Regions from separate parts of the Mus musculus genome. Here regions 2, 3, 4 and 5 are each linked to region 1. A link is a contact called in public HiCAR-type, HiChIP or PLAC-seq and promoter capture Hi-C data. All regions are on one chromosome and are shown on one strand. The core of a region is the stretch at or near the end of the contact, and the rest is flanking DNA. Distances in the headings are between cores, read along the strand shown.

Region 1 (2,700 bases), core at 101-2,600:
ATTTTTAGCTTAACTCTCTAAGCTTAGTCATTACAAATAATTTAGGGTCAATTCAACCATAAATAAACAAGCTTTATCAAGTTTTCCCTTTTGGAGGGCGGGGGTGTGTGAAGGGTGTTCAAGACAGGGTTTCTCTGTGTAGCCCTGGCTGTCCTGGAACTCACTCTGTAGACCAGGCTGGCCTCGAACTCAGAAATCCACCTGCCTCTGCTTCCCAAATGCTGGGATTAAGGTCATGGGCCACCAATTTCAATTGTAGGTGCTAATCCCAACAACAGTTCACTCAAAATGGGAAGATCCAAAACTGGGAGAATCTCAGATTTCCCAGGGGCGTTGGAAACAGCAAATGAGCAAGTATGCAAGGTAGATGTAGGATTCATACTGAATTAGAAGCCAAAAGCAGTCGAATTGGACATTTCGACTATAGGATAAGAGTCCCCGAACAAATAGAAAAATGTCTCCAAACCTACAGCAAACTTAATTTCACAGTGCTTTTGGTTTTAATGATCTATACTGTTCTTGGAAATGGTCGTATGTTTAACACAATATTGTAGTATATTAGGCATTTGTTTTATTTCGGCACAAACAAAAACCGGGTTTTAACATTAGTGGGCTCTGGATCCTCCAGAAGGTATCAACTAATGAACAAACCCAGGAGCTTGTACAGTGTAAGAAGGCCGGGTTGATTCTGAGGCGCTGCAACACCTAGCTAAAAACAGGACACTGGTTTCGCAGTCTGCAGGTAACTCAAGCACAAACCCTGCTTTCAAGTTTCTGGCTGGGCTCAAGTACCCATCCCTAGGCCACGTGCCCTAGAAAAACACAGGAGCAGTTCTAGGACGTAGAACCTTCCTCCTCGCACCCCACGCCCTTTCCCAGGACTACCTACCTACTAGGGCCAAGCTCAGCCCCGCCAGCCCACAACACAACACTCCCCTCTCCCCCTTCCGGAAATTCCCCCGCCCACTACCCACGTGACCCACCACCTTCGCGCTCCACCAATCAGAAGCCACCTCAGCCTACTGGGGTCTCCGACGCTCCTCTTTTGAAAACGCAGCCTACGTCTCCTGCACCAGGCCCCGCCCCCCAGGGCGCTGACTACGCCCATTCCTTAATCCACCCCTCTCCCCCCTCCCCACCACGTTCAGACCCCACTTCTCCCTGCGCCCTCCCTTCCCGGGCTTCGCCCCACCCCGCCCCCGACCGCGCGCCCGCCCCGATCTCGCGAGATCTGACGTGCCCGCCGCGGCCTCCCGCCTCCCCTCCCGTCCTCCCGCCCCCTCCCCCATCTCTCCACTCTCCGCTCTCCTCCCTCCCTCCTCCCCCCTCCACCCTCTGGGCCGGATCTCGTCTCGCTGAGGCGGAGGAGGAGAAGGAGGAGGAGGACGTTCGGCCTGCGCAGTGAGATGTTTGTCCGTCGCCGCCGCCGCCGCCATCGCGGAGGAGCGCGATAAAGGGAGCCGAGCCCGGCGCGAGGGGAAGCCCGCGGAGCCGCCGCGCCAGCGCAGCCCCCGGCCGAGCCCGAGCCGCCCGAGCCCGAGCCGCCGCCCCCGCCGCCGCGGCCGCCCAGGGGCCGGCCCGCCGCCCAGCCCAGCCCGGGGGCCGCGCCGCCGCCCCCCGCCGAGCCCCGCGGCTGCCCTCCCGCCTTCAATGTGACACCGGCGCCTCCGAGTGCGAGCCGCAGCCGCCGCCGCCGTCAGCGCCGCCGCCGGGGAGGGGCCGAGCACCATGTCGAATCTGAGCAAAGGCACGGGCAGCCGGAAGGACACCAAGATGCGGATCCGGGCCTTTCCGGTGAGTCGGTCCTCGGCGCCCGGGACCGGGAGCCGCGGCCCGGAGCCGCACGCGAGGCCGGGGCTGAACTCCGCCAACAGGCCGCAGCCGGCCTCCCCTCCCCCCACGGCCGCCGCCGGTGGCGGAGCGCGAGGCTTCCCGGCAACGGGGCGGCGCGGGGCCGGGTCGGCCACCTCCGGGGCCGTTCCCCGCGCCCCGGCCGCCCCGGGGCCTCCTTCGCTCGGGCCTCGGGGGCCGCGGCCCTGAGGGGATGCGCGCTGTGGCCGCCGCACCCGTCGCGTGGGGCGTGTGTGTAACTTTTAGCGTGCGGTTTCCAGAAGGAGCCGGCTCGGCTTTTACGGCGGTGGGGAGGACTGTCCACCTCTGCTCGACTCCGTAGTCAGGGGCGGTCTTGCCATCCCACTGCCCCACTCACTGACAGAGATGCTAGAAATGCCCACTGGCAAAACACTAGGAGCATAGTATTTATAGCATCCTTGATCCTGCAAAGCTTCCTAAGCGCTTGACCCACTCCGGTTCAGAATCGCCCCTCCACTTCTTGGAGGGCCAGGCACAGCTTTTCCGTGTCTTAGTCAAGGAGGTCCCCAAGAATAGTTGCCACTCAGACTTGTTTTACCTTGTACGTTTTTAGCGACAGCAAACATTTGCTCTTCAGAAACTTTTCCTCTTGGCGTTACGTTGAGTCATAGGCTTGCGGTGTTTAGTAGATGGAGTAGTATGTAACTTTGGATGTCATGCCTCGATCAGATAGCCAGTGGCAGGCAATTAAAATGTCCTGTTGTAACAAACTGGACGTACTTGCTCGTGTCGCTACAGTGACAGGTAAATGTCAAATAGACAAGCCATCAGTGGAGCAGAATTGTAAAAGTAAAACGGAGGGAGGTTGTTTTTCCCTTCTAAGACTCA
Region 2 (2,700 bases), core at 130-2,629, 1.9 Mb after region 1:
CAATGTTTCTGCTATGCCTTACAGGTTAGGTGAGTCCCACAGTCCATGGCTGTTTTATCTTCCTGCTTTGATGTATTTGTTTTTTCATGGCTGCTGAAAGGAAGTACTACAAACTTTTGATTTCAAACAGAAACTTGAGTCTGGTGAGGTAACTTATATTCTTGTCTTTCAGGACACCTTAAAACTCTGAAAATTTCTGGCCATCCAGAGCTACAGGATGAGTTCCAGGACTGCTTCAGCTATAGAGTTGAGCCTTTATCTCAAATCATAAAGAATAATGAATGAGATGAAACAGAACTTTGTTATATTCAAGTTCTGGAGGCAAGAAACCCAAAAGCAATTTCACTGGCCCAAATCCAAGTGTTTTGGGGGCTGCTGAATAGGCTAGGAGAGATTTCCCTCCTTATCTCTTCCAGTTTCGAAGACTACTGACTTTATTTTTTTTAGTGACCTTACTGGAATCACTGCCTTCCGCTTATTGAGTCTACAGTCAATTGCATTTAGGGCCCATCCTAATAACCTAGGCTAAGTTCCATCTCAAAACCCTTAGCTTATTCCACATAGGCTCTGATACCACATAAAGTAGCATTTGCAGGCTACACGGGATTAAGTCCTGACATCTCAGTGGCCCATGATTTGACGTACTGTCCCTCAGAGTTATTCTAAGGAGCAAATCTGCTCGTGCACTTTTTAGGCTGAGTACAGCATCTGACAGAAAAGTCCTGCGGTCTCTAACAACGCCTACCCACAGGGCTGCTGCTGCGTTCGAACAAGGCTCGGGTATAAAATCTGTAGTTTCAAGAGGGTTAAAGGATTAAGTAAAAGCCCGGCAGTGGTGGCGCATGCCTTTAATCCCAGCACTAGGGAGGTACGGATCTCAAAAGTTCTCGGAGTTCAAAGCCAGCCTAGTCTATAGTGCGAGTTCCAGGACAGTCAAGGCGACAGAGAAACCTGTCTCAAAAAAGTAAAAAAATGTGGCCTGTTAACAGACCTTGCCATTAGTATTTGCATATTCTTCTTTGCAGGAAGTCTTGCATCCGTTTACCTTGCTTTTCAAATACCTCTGGGCGGACTTCTCTACCTGGAAGTCCTTCCCACCAATCTAGCGCTCCGCCTACCCAACTTGGCATCTTCCCTAGGGCTTTGGGAAGCATCCAGGCCTCTGAGGTCTGTTCTCACTCTTGCCTGTCAAAATAGAGATAATTCCACCCGATTACACCTATTTTCCAAACTTTTTGGTTATCGTCACAACAGAACTATGTTAAATAATCCAGAGAGAGGTGTTTTCCTATATTCGGCTGGAAAACGGATGTGCAAATGGTTGAATTTAGACAGGCATCACGTGAGACAGCCCAAGAGCGGAGCGTCGGGTCCTTCACTCTAGGGTCGCTGAGGCCCCGCATGTGGCGCAGGCGCAGTGTCCACGACTCGCCATGCCGACTGTCAGCGTAAAGCGAGACCTGCTCTTCCAAGCCCTGGGCCGGACCTACAGTGAGTGCCCGCCCCGTGGCTTGGGCTCGGTGCCTGGGGAAGTCTGCTCGCCCTGCAGAAGAACGTGCTGGCGGCGTTCATGCCGCTACGTGGGGTTTGGCCCGGCACGGCCAGAGTCCTCAGGGGCGCGCTGCTGGGCGAGGAGACTCGGCTGCGCTGAAGTAGCTTCTCGGAACCAGCTCCGCGGTGGCTCCGTTGCATCATCAGCGCGTGTCGGGCTCTCCGTGTCATTCATTTAGAGACCGAGCTCCAACTCCGTGCCCAGCACGGACTTTGGTGTCGGGACACAGACGAGGAAACGTACCCTGGGTTCCATCACAACTGTAGGCTGTGGAACCAGATTGACAGCGAAGGGGAGACGTTTAAGAAAGATGCGGGTCTCACTATGTAGCCCAGGCTGTTTTCGAACTGTCGGTCTTCTTGCCTCAGTTTCTGAGTGCTGGGATAACAAGCGTGTGCCACCAAGCCCGGCATTGGCTTTATTTTAGTGTTGACCAGGCTCCAGAAGTGTGTCAGGCAGTGTTTGGGAGTAGAGCTGTGCACATGACACATACATGAGAAAAATAACAAACCATGATGTTAGTAAAACGGTTTATTGGACATGCTAAATGTTTCTGGGAAAGGAAACCAGGTTTTGTGCAGGGGTAGCATTTGATAGTTAACATTGATTTGACCCCTAAATGGAATCACTTCTATGGGCTTAGCATTCATGACACACTTCCCTCTTTCTCAGTTCTAAAACTAAACCATTGTGGGGGGGGGGGGAAGGGAGGTAAATATTAGTCAAATTATCATTTCCAACACAGATGTAGTAAGTTGAAATGGTATCAGCCTCACCCTGTAGTTATCAGCTTCTATAAAGGTCAGAGCGAGTGTTTTATGAGAGCCTCCTTGTTTTTGAGTATTAGAGGCCAAAATTAGAGGACAAAATGGAGCAGGTTCATAACACCACAGTACTGATGTCGTACAAGTAAACTTTTAAGATTTTTTTTTCCTAAGGATGGACTTTAGATATTACTCACCCCCTGTGTTTGTCGGATTTTGTCGTTGTTCTTTTGGAGACAGAACCTTATTCTGAAGTCCAGGCTGACTCTAAACTTGTGGCAATCCTCCTGACTCAGTCTCCCAAGTGATACAATTATAGTTGTGACCAAGGCCTTAGAAACAGGAAATCGCTTTGCTTTTGGAATGTGGTTTTAATTTCCTAAC
Region 3 (2,700 bases), core at 74-2,573, 1.7 Mb after region 1:
ACACTCAGAGCCAAAGTGCGCATACAAAACAGCCTAAAACAAACAGGAAAAACAAAAACACCAAACTACAGCTCTGCAGAACCCCTAAGACCCAAAAGAACCTAGAAACCCAAAGCCACGGAAACCATTCAAACACCAACAGAGGGCTGTTGCTACTAAAGCCATCAGAGATTTGTTCTAGATTCAGACAGGCCCTCCTGGGGCTCAAGCTTCTCCTAGTAGCTCAGATCTGGGCTAAGTTAACGTGTCCACAGTGCAGGCTCTCTCGCTGTAAAACTGAGAATGTGCGACCGTCCCGGTGGACTAACAATGTAAACATAGCCATGCACAAAGTTCTTGGTGTGTGGCCTTTAAAAAAAGCTCAGTAAATGCCAGCTCTGTCATTCTAGGCAGTTATCAATCCCCCCTCTCTAGTTTCCACTGGATTCCCAAAAACTGTCCTGCCCTTTCTAAGTTGAGGGGCTCTATGTACAAGTGATCGGAATACCTGTTCTAGAACCAGAACGGACCATACAGTTGGATCTTCATCTGTGAAATCCCATCACGGGGATCACAAGTGACCCCCGGGGCTGCCTATGTATGCATCTCATGACTGACTCGTCCGAGACTAAAACGCACTTAGGAGGAGACACCAGAGGTTCCCCACGCCATTCCCACCGCCCGCACCCGCATTTCCTGTCCCACACCCGCAGTTTTCAGGGACCCTCTGGGCGCTGGTACCTCCCACGGACGCCGCGCGGCCGCGTGGAGCGGGACGACCCCACCCACGTGCCCGCGCCCGCGGAGGAGGCCGCGGTGCATCCTTCCTCCCGCGCCCGCAGCTCCACGCCGGCGGTTTCCCCGAATCCGCGAGGACGCCCTACTCGCCACTCACCCTCCACCAACCCCCGTTTCCCCGACCCTCGCCACGGCCCAGCACCCCGCGGCCCAGGAGTCCCCTCAGGCACCGGCGAGCGGCATGCACGCTCGCCGAGTGGGAGGAGGGAGGCCTGGCCGCCATCCCGCGACCCTCATCGCCTCACAACGGGCGCTGCGCGCACTCACCGCGGGCTCCGACCCACGCAGGCCTGGCTGCTCCTCAGAGCGGCTCCTGCCCAGCGCCACCTCCTCAGGACCCTGACGCAGCTGCTGGGGCCGCCCTGCGAGACGGGGACGACCGCCTGCTGCCGGCTCAGCCTCCCGCTCTGCCGCCGCCTCCTCGTCCGAGCCCGCGACCGCGGCCACAACCGCAGCGACGTTTCCCGGGCGCCGGCTGAGCAGCGTCTGTTGAGCCGCAGTCCTGGACGCGCACCCCGGGCTGGCGCTCGTTGCATATGCAAAGAGACCGCCGCCCATTGGCCCGCGGGCGGTGGCGCGTGCGGGGCTCGGCCTATCAAATGCCGGCCTGGGGAGCGCGGTGCTGGCGGCAGGGGCGGGGCGAGGTTACTATGGGTCATTCTGCGGAGCCGCCGACGGCTGGACCCGACTGGGGCCCTCGCAGGGCGGGGATTGAGCCCTTGGGGAGGGGAGCGGCGGGACGGACCCGCAGCTACAGCAGCTGCAGAGGGGAGCTGGGCAGGGGGCGCAGGGCGGGAAGACCTGAGGCGTCCAGGGTGCCCCCGCTGAGAACTGCAAAACCCGCCTTCACTGCTGCGATGCATAAATCTCAATATAAACGAAGAAATAACCTGCTTGTTTTTTTTTTTCCCCATTCTTCTCAGGACTGGGTTCGTTATCCTAGTTTGAACACGGATTTCTAGCAAATCTTGCAAAGAGAAAAAAAAAAAAATGACGTTTGAAAATGCTTGTGAAGGGGAAAGCTCAAAGCATGCCCTGTATTATTTCTCTTGCATGGGCTTCGTTTAATGCAGCGTGTATCCCGTTTACTCGTAAATCTTCGCATACCCACATTTCATGTTTGCAAAGGATGAAACTTTACTCAAAAATAATCTTTTATCAGCCGGGCGTGGTGGCGCACACCTCTAATCCCAGCACTCAGGAGGCAGAGGCAGGCGGATTTCTGAGTTCGAGGCCAGCCTGGTCTACAAAGTGAGTTCCAGGACAGCCAGGGATATACAGAGAAACCCTGTCTCGGAAAAAAAAAAAAAAAAAAAGCTTTATGAATCTTTATGACTGTGTGTGTTGTTTAGTTTGCCATTGTATAGATCCTCTTGGACACTACATCAGGATATAGGCATTTATTTTACAACTGCCTCCCCCCACTCAAAACATTCACCCAGCAAAACACAAATGACTAAATCAGCCACTGGAGTGTAATATTAGAAAGAGACTGTTCGTAGCAGAGTTGTTTTTTCTTAACCTAACCTATTATTTAGTTGGTCTGTGAACTTTTCTTTAAGTAGGTGAAAGGTCGAGTTGCTGTGCTAGCCTCAAGCTAAGGCAGAAAGAGGCTCACTTCCCAGGACAATCTTAAAAACTCCGAGGAGGCTGCCAGGACTTGAGCTAGGTGGAGCCATGATACACTCTACAAAGCCAGCTCACTCACTCACCTTGGGCCCCTAGCCAGTCTAATTGCCTGAAAGAACAGATAGTGTTTGACTCAAGCAGCCTGCTCCTACTAGGAATTTCACATTTCCCAAGGAAACCCTGCCAATAAAAGGAATGCAGAATTTCCAGTCTACAGAGGGATGAAGATGTGTACCTCAGAAGTGGTCATTCAGAACTGCAAACCTTGAGAAAAACTAAGCAACTTCAAGACAG
Region 4 (2,703 bases), core at 79-2,578, 1.6 Mb after region 1:
TCAGGACAGAAGAGAGGACTGTAGGGAGCTACTACTTATGCCCTTGCAGCTGACTGGGTCTGCAAAGCCTCCCTGTGCAGAGGTACTGAGGCAGCATAAGAACTTATTTCCCCAACTCTGTCACTCAGGACACTTACAGAGGAGAGCATCCCAGGAAGTTCCGGCTCACTAGCTATGCAGAGGAGGTGGTGGCCCCACAGGGGCTTCGACTGCTCACGGCACACCCAGCACACCCACCAACTTTTATACCGCAGCACACGGCTGCAACTGCTCACGGCACACCTGCCAACTTCTAGACCGCAGCCCAGACTCCAGGAGCTCACCTGTTTGCATACGCACAAATGTTATCTATCAGTGGGAGGTTCTTCAAAGCTGCCTCTACTTTCCCGAGAGAAACGTACTCTCCTGCCTGTAGTTTCACAAGGTCCTTTTTACGGTCTGCAAAGGGCAAAGGCAGAAATATTGAGAACAGTCATTAACACCTTAAGCACATAGGAATACTCTCACCAAGTCATTTAAAACTTTTCTCAACTAAGCATGGATGGCTGCCCTAAAGTTGAGATTATACAATAAAGTCAGACCCTAATCTTTTACAATTAAGTAAATTCTCTTGTGGAAAATATTGTACTTAAGGGACATCATCCTTATGGCTTGAATATATTCTGCTGAGCTGCTGCGCTCCTGACACTCACTAGTGCAGAGGGAAAGCAGCTTTGCACTGCAATGGGCAAAGGCACACCAGGAAAGAGGAACAGAAACACAGCACCCACACAACACAGCCAACTTGTGGGCTGGGAAGGAATCCTTGCAAGTGGGGCCTGAAGTGACTTTTATTGACCGGAGCTGTGTCAACTCAAACACTGAAGCATAAAGAGGAAGGAAACAATTCAAGAGGTGGGAGGTGAATGGCAGCTGGGTGATAGAGGCTCCCTGAACACAACCCCTAGCAGCTATTAAAGGTTTCTTAGAACTATGAGGTGTCGTCATTACACACTGGAAGTGGAAAGGTTTGGAGAGGTGTGCAGCAGCACAGCGGAGATCCTTATGATAGATAGGGTGGCACAGGCCTAGGCCTGACCCGCAAATGTGCAGAGAGGCAGACGATGCTTTGGAAGCCGTCTGCCTTTCTCAGTGAGACAGGATGTGGAGCAGAGGTCGGGAAGCCTCAGCTCCTTTTGGCCTTCAGGGTATCAAGACCAGGTGTTGTCAACAATTTCCTACAGGACAAAACTCTCAATGAAACTTTCTAACCTGCAGGGAAGCGCCGCAAGATCCACATGTCATAAAAACAGGAGGCCCACTGAGGAAATGACTCAGAAGCCCTAGGACAGCAGTTCTCTGTTGCAGCATAGTAAGGTTGAGAACCAGTACACTAGAAGTCCCTGACGCTCACCAGACGCACTCGACTCCTCCCTCCTCAAGCTTGCACAAGCAGTAAAGACTTCTAAGAGACACTGTCAAATAAACCAAGCAAGCTGCCCAGAGGATGCTCAGACCAACTGGGCTGCCAAGAAGAGACTGCTTCACCTTGTCAAGCTGCCAGCAAGGTCAAGCAGGACGCTCCAGGACGCCAGCTTCTGTGGGCTCTCACCCATGCTGGGGTGGACTTTCGCTGCTGCTGCATCTGTCTCTAGTCATTCCTGCTCACCTGCACTCACTCCATAAGGAACTCCAGTGACACTCACTAGTTCACCAAGTTGGACGCTGGTGGCACCAGCATTTAGTCTGTCATCTGTCCCCTATGTGGGGTAAGCAGATGCTTGCTTGTGTCTCCCAGGAAGCCCCGAATAACCCCAGGATGCATCTGGCACTACTGAAGCTGAACAAACTGCAGCAGAAGCACGAAAGGTGTTTTGCCTTGTAGGTCACAGTACTTGACTTGCCAGGCTTTCCTTGGTTTTCCTGGGCAAAGCCAGGACTAAGTTCAGACCACAAGCACTGCACAATAACCTAGCCAGGCAGCTAACAAAAACAAGCATTCCCTACACCAACAGTAGAGAGTGACTAATGACCACAAATCTGTGGCTGAACAGCTTTTGCAACCGTATTCATAACATGCCAAGCTTTAAGAACACTTTAGTCTCTCTTTAAAATGTTATATTTCAGAAATGATATAAAAGCCCCCCTCAATATTACAGAGATAAGCTCTTTCACTAGTAAAACAGTCTCTGTAAACACAGGCACCACTTTGTAAAGTCATCTGGGAAAACACTTTCAAGAAAGAATTCAGAGGCTTAAAAGATGACTCAACATTTAAGACCATGTAGTACTCTGGCAGAGGACCTGGGTTCAGTTCCCAGCACCCATATGGTGGTGGCTCACAACCATCTGTAACTCCAGCTCCAGAGGACTTGGCCACCCTCTTCTGACCTCCGAGGACATCGTGCATACATGCAGTACACATACATACATGGAGGCAAAACAGTCATACACATAAGCTTTTTAAAAGGACGCAATACTCACCAATGATCTTCAGACAGCCGTCAGGGTCAAACTCTCCAATATCTCCAGTGCACAGCCACCGCTGTCCATTTTCATCTTCAAAGAAATCTGTCTTTGTTTTTGCTTCATTTTTGTAGTACCCCATTGTCACATTTTGGCCACCAATAAGAATTTCACCTCTGGGATGTGGTTTGTCAGTATTAAAATAGCCACCTAATTAATAAACACAAAATAACACATATAGGTATTATACAAATATTC
Region 5 (2,810 bases), core at 26-2,525, 2.0 Mb before region 1:
TGCTCTCTAACCCTACACCTCGTCCTTCCTCCACGACCTGTGCGCTTTCTTCATGCAGGTCTAGTAACTTCTCTTGGAGTGTTTTGTATGGGTTATTGCTACCCACTTGTTTTCACATGTCAACACTTAGTACTATGAAGTCACAGTTAAATGATTCGGTCAAGATTCCAGATCTAGAAAATACCTCACCTTACTCTAACCTCATTATGTATAAAATTCCATAACGAGTGAGTACTTTTTACGCTGTTATTCGTCGAACTCAGTACCCGGAAGTGCTAGAATGGACCGAAAGGCTTGCTCAAAGGGGTATGACACTAAAATCTGTACTGCCAACAATTCCCTCAGAAGATGCTGTTGATGGAGAGCAAACCCAGGACCAAGGCAGGAGCACTTGCTCTCCTGGAATGTACCAGAACACTAGAAGATCCGAAGCAGAATCAGTAATAGAAGCAGGAAGAAGGTAAATGAGGTTAGGACGTTGGGATGAAAAGTAGAGGGGGAAAAAAAAAAAAAAACAAAAAACCTGGCACCATGCCCCCCCCCCCAAAGAAAACCTGGTGTCATGAAGCTACTGAAAGGGACTTTTATAAATGAGTCTGACAACTGAATCTTAACCGTGCAATAATTAGATATTACAGTTGTTATTGTTGTTGTTGTTGTTTTAAATAATGCCTGTTTTGGAAAAACGGAAAGGCATGTGTGAAAAGAGAAGAGGTGAAGTCCCTCGGGTGTATGTCTGTCCTCTATTCTGTGGTACAGACAGCCTTACAGAGGTTAGGATGGGTCTGTGTGTTTGAGACAGAAGTGGCCGCCCCCCCAACCACCTGCCACTGCAAGCTCTGTGCAAGCTGATGCAACTTCGCCTCAAACTTCCTGAAGTCGGAGGAACCTCGCAAAAGCCTATCCGGGCAGCCTAGATCTCCATGAGCCAGGGAAGCGGTACCGGTGCGACTGCCCCTGCGACCCCATCCCGGCCGGCCGGAGGGGAGAAGAAGACCCGGACCCGGCGGGCCGGCTCCTCCGCCCGGTCCCTAAGCAGCACTTCCGCCCAGCGGACCCTGGCTGGCCCCATAGCAGCGCTTCCGCCCGGCCCGCAGCGGCCCGGATCTCAGCCCCGGCCCCGCCATCCGTGGTCCCGGGAAGCCGCAACACACGCCGCACAAAAGCGATGCCATACACTCAGCTGAAGAGACGCGGAAACTCACTCTCTCTAAGACCCGCTTGCGTCCTCACGTACTCCCGCGCTCGTGCGTCACTACGTCTGGACGCCGAATCCGGAGACTCAACTTCCGGCACGGACGCCGATTCCGCAGGCTCCACTTCCGGCGGCCTAGGGAAAGGAGCGGCAGTCTGCGCATGCTCCGTGCTTCGTACTGCCTTTTCGGCTTCCTCTAGCTAATGCGTAGCGCTCATCCTATTCAACCCTTAGCAACAAGGGTGTCGGTGTGCTTTTACAGCCATAACTAACTAATAATCACTTACCACGCGCACAGCGCATGAGTCGCCTATGGCCAGCTCCCTCAAGGCCAAAGTTTCTTCCCGGTGCAGTGTAGTCTACCAAGTGGACGGTGGAGACAGTAGCTGTTCCCAATGGGCCTCAGGAGAGCTGCTTATCCCAGAAAGTAGGCCGGCGAAACAGGGCCACGGTGTACATTTCATTCCCCAAGCACAAACACGAGGCCACACTGCTTAGCCTGTTTACTGCTTTAAGGGCTCGTGAGAAAAGGTTTTTGTGACTTAGGTCGTTTGATGCAATTTTCTCCTTCTAACGTGGAACCAGTTTCATGGGCAGCTTCTTCTAAAGGCAATGCTGCATTTGTGTCCTACAAGAAAACGATGTTTGGTGTAATTATTTTTCTAGTAATTAGAGGAGAGCTCCACCTTTTCAAGGCATGAATTGGGTGCAGGTATATTTACCAAAAGGCTTAGTAGCCACGTCTAGTTAGCATATTAAAAACTTCCCAGTCCCCCAAAAGTTAATCTTCTATTGTATAACAGAAGAAATTCTCCTAAAAAATTTTCCCTTGTAGTTGGAATTTGAATGAAAATTTCCCACACTATTAGGAGATATAGATGAGAATTTCAAGTGACAAAATTCTTAGCAAATTCAAGAATGAATTCTTATAATTTAACCCCTTTCAGGTATAAAAAAAAGTGGGGGGGTATGTAAGTCCAAGACTGACATTGCGAAACTGCATTCCTGGAAATGGAACCCAAGTGAGTAGGGGGAACTAAATTGCATGTAGAAATATATCTCCTTAGGAAGAAAACATGAATGCAATTTCTCAAAAGGAGAGGTCTCTATTTGTTCTTCCCACCAATTCTATGCATCCATTCCATTAATATACTCTTGCTTTATATTCTCTGTCAGTCTACCCCTTTCTATACTTACACTGTTTTTGTTATTATCTTGTTTTTAAGTGCAGAAGTGACTTTAAAAGAGCCGCAAATCAAGTCTCAAATCAGTAATCTCAAAAAAAATGCAATTGTAAATAGACAGGGCTTAGGAATGTTCTTGGGGAGCAGGCTGTGATGGTGAACACTAATGACCCCACAGTTTGAAGGTAGAGACAGGAAGATTGGGAGTTCAAGGACAGCCTCAGCTATATAACTTCAAGACCAGCTTAGTCTATATGACATCCTGAATCATAAAAAGTAAAGAAAAAAAACATTTTAATCCTATTTTAAATATGAGTAAAATGTTTCATTGGCATATAAGAGGACAGAGAAAAACCATTTTTTTAATGACCTCACCAGACATAGGGGCAAACACCTGTAATCTCTCCACTTGGAAAATAGATGCAAGAATA

The links. Promoter capture Hi-C pulls out the DNA fragments that hold promoters and counts their contacts. HiCAR-type assays count read pairs that join an accessible place to other places. HiChIP or PLAC-seq counts read pairs in DNA pulled down with a chosen protein or histone mark.
Region 2: a contact with region 1 is called in a promoter capture Hi-C map of pre-B cells. The contact joins the promoter of Farsb here to the promoter of Cul3 in region 1. A contact is called at or near these places in 5 of 39 promoter capture datasets (the C10 cell line, the HPC-7 cell line, liver and 1 more), 1 of 484 Hi-C or Micro-C datasets (uterus), 1 of 115 datasets of contacts at active chromatin or transcription factors (large pre-B cells) and 1 of 9 other capture datasets (liver).
Region 3: a promoter capture Hi-C map of pre-B cells shows a contact between it and region 1, with 7 times the contacts expected there. The contact joins the promoter of Acsl3 here to the promoter of Cul3 in region 1. A contact is called at or near these places in 3 of 39 promoter capture datasets (the C10 cell line, cranial neural crest and pre-B cells), 2 of 484 Hi-C or Micro-C datasets (both in embryonic stem cells), 5 of 115 datasets of contacts at active chromatin or transcription factors (astrocytes, embryonic forebrain, embryonic stem cells and 2 more) and 1 of 9 other capture datasets (liver).
Region 4: a contact with region 1 is called in an H3K4me3 HiChIP or PLAC-seq map of pro-B cells, with 9 times the contacts expected there. The contact joins the enhancer-like site here to the promoter of Cul3 in region 1. A contact is called at or near these places in 2 of 39 promoter capture datasets (liver and pre-B cells) and 3 of 115 datasets of contacts at active chromatin or transcription factors (extraembryonic endoderm stem cells, large pre-B cells and pro-B cells).
Region 5: a contact with region 1 is called in a HiCAR-type map of astrocytes, with 4 times the contacts expected there. The contact joins the promoter of Rhbdd1 here to the promoter of Cul3 in region 1. A contact is called at or near these places in 4 of 39 promoter capture datasets (cranial neural crest, hippocampal neurons, liver and 1 more), 2 of 484 Hi-C or Micro-C datasets (both in the G1E-ER4 cell line) and 4 of 115 datasets of contacts at active chromatin or transcription factors (astrocytes, embryonic forebrain, embryonic stem cells and 1 more).

What each region holds. Positions count from the first base shown.
Region 1 is chr1:80,339,340-80,342,039 of GRCm38.p6, reverse strand. Cul3 (cullin 3) reads left to right here and starts at 1,350. Exons shown (of 16, transcript NM_016716.5): 1 at 1,350-1,794. The coding sequence starts at 1,729. Gm39667 (a long non-coding RNA gene) reads right to left here and starts at 1,127. Exons shown (of 2, transcript XR_865570.2): 1 at 890-1,127; 2 at 1-812.
Region 2 is chr1:78,487,576-78,490,275 of GRCm38.p6, reverse strand. It overlaps Farsb (phenylalanyl-tRNA synthetase, beta subunit), which reads left to right and starts at 1,379. Exons shown (of 17, transcript NM_011811.4): 1 at 1,379-1,491. The coding sequence starts at 1,434.
Region 3 is chr1:78,656,448-78,659,147 of GRCm38.p6, reverse strand. Acsl3 (acyl-CoA synthetase long-chain family member 3) reads right to left here and starts at 1,323. Exons shown (of 15, transcript NM_001033606.2): 1 at 1,045-1,323. It overlaps Utp14b (UTP14B small subunit processome component), which reads right to left and starts at 1,323. Exons shown (of 3, transcript NM_001001981.3): 1 at 1,045-1,323.
Region 4 is chr1:78,701,221-78,703,923 of GRCm38.p6, reverse strand. Acsl3 (acyl-CoA synthetase long-chain family member 3) reads right to left here. Exons shown (of 15, transcript NM_001033606.2): 12 at 2,464-2,655; 13 at 324-438. Among named protein-coding and RNA genes, the nearest start is that of Gm38631, 17 kb to the left of the region's middle. Within about 2 kb of position 1,328, at least 95 of the 459 cell types and tissues checked have an H3K27ac peak or open chromatin away from gene starts, as enhancers often do. A contact at or near this core is called in pro-B cells, where this site is marked.
Region 5 is chr1:82,315,044-82,317,853 of GRCm38.p6, reverse strand. Rhbdd1 (rhomboid domain containing 1) reads right to left here and starts at 1,275. Exons shown (of 7, transcript NM_029777.3): 1 at 1,206-1,275.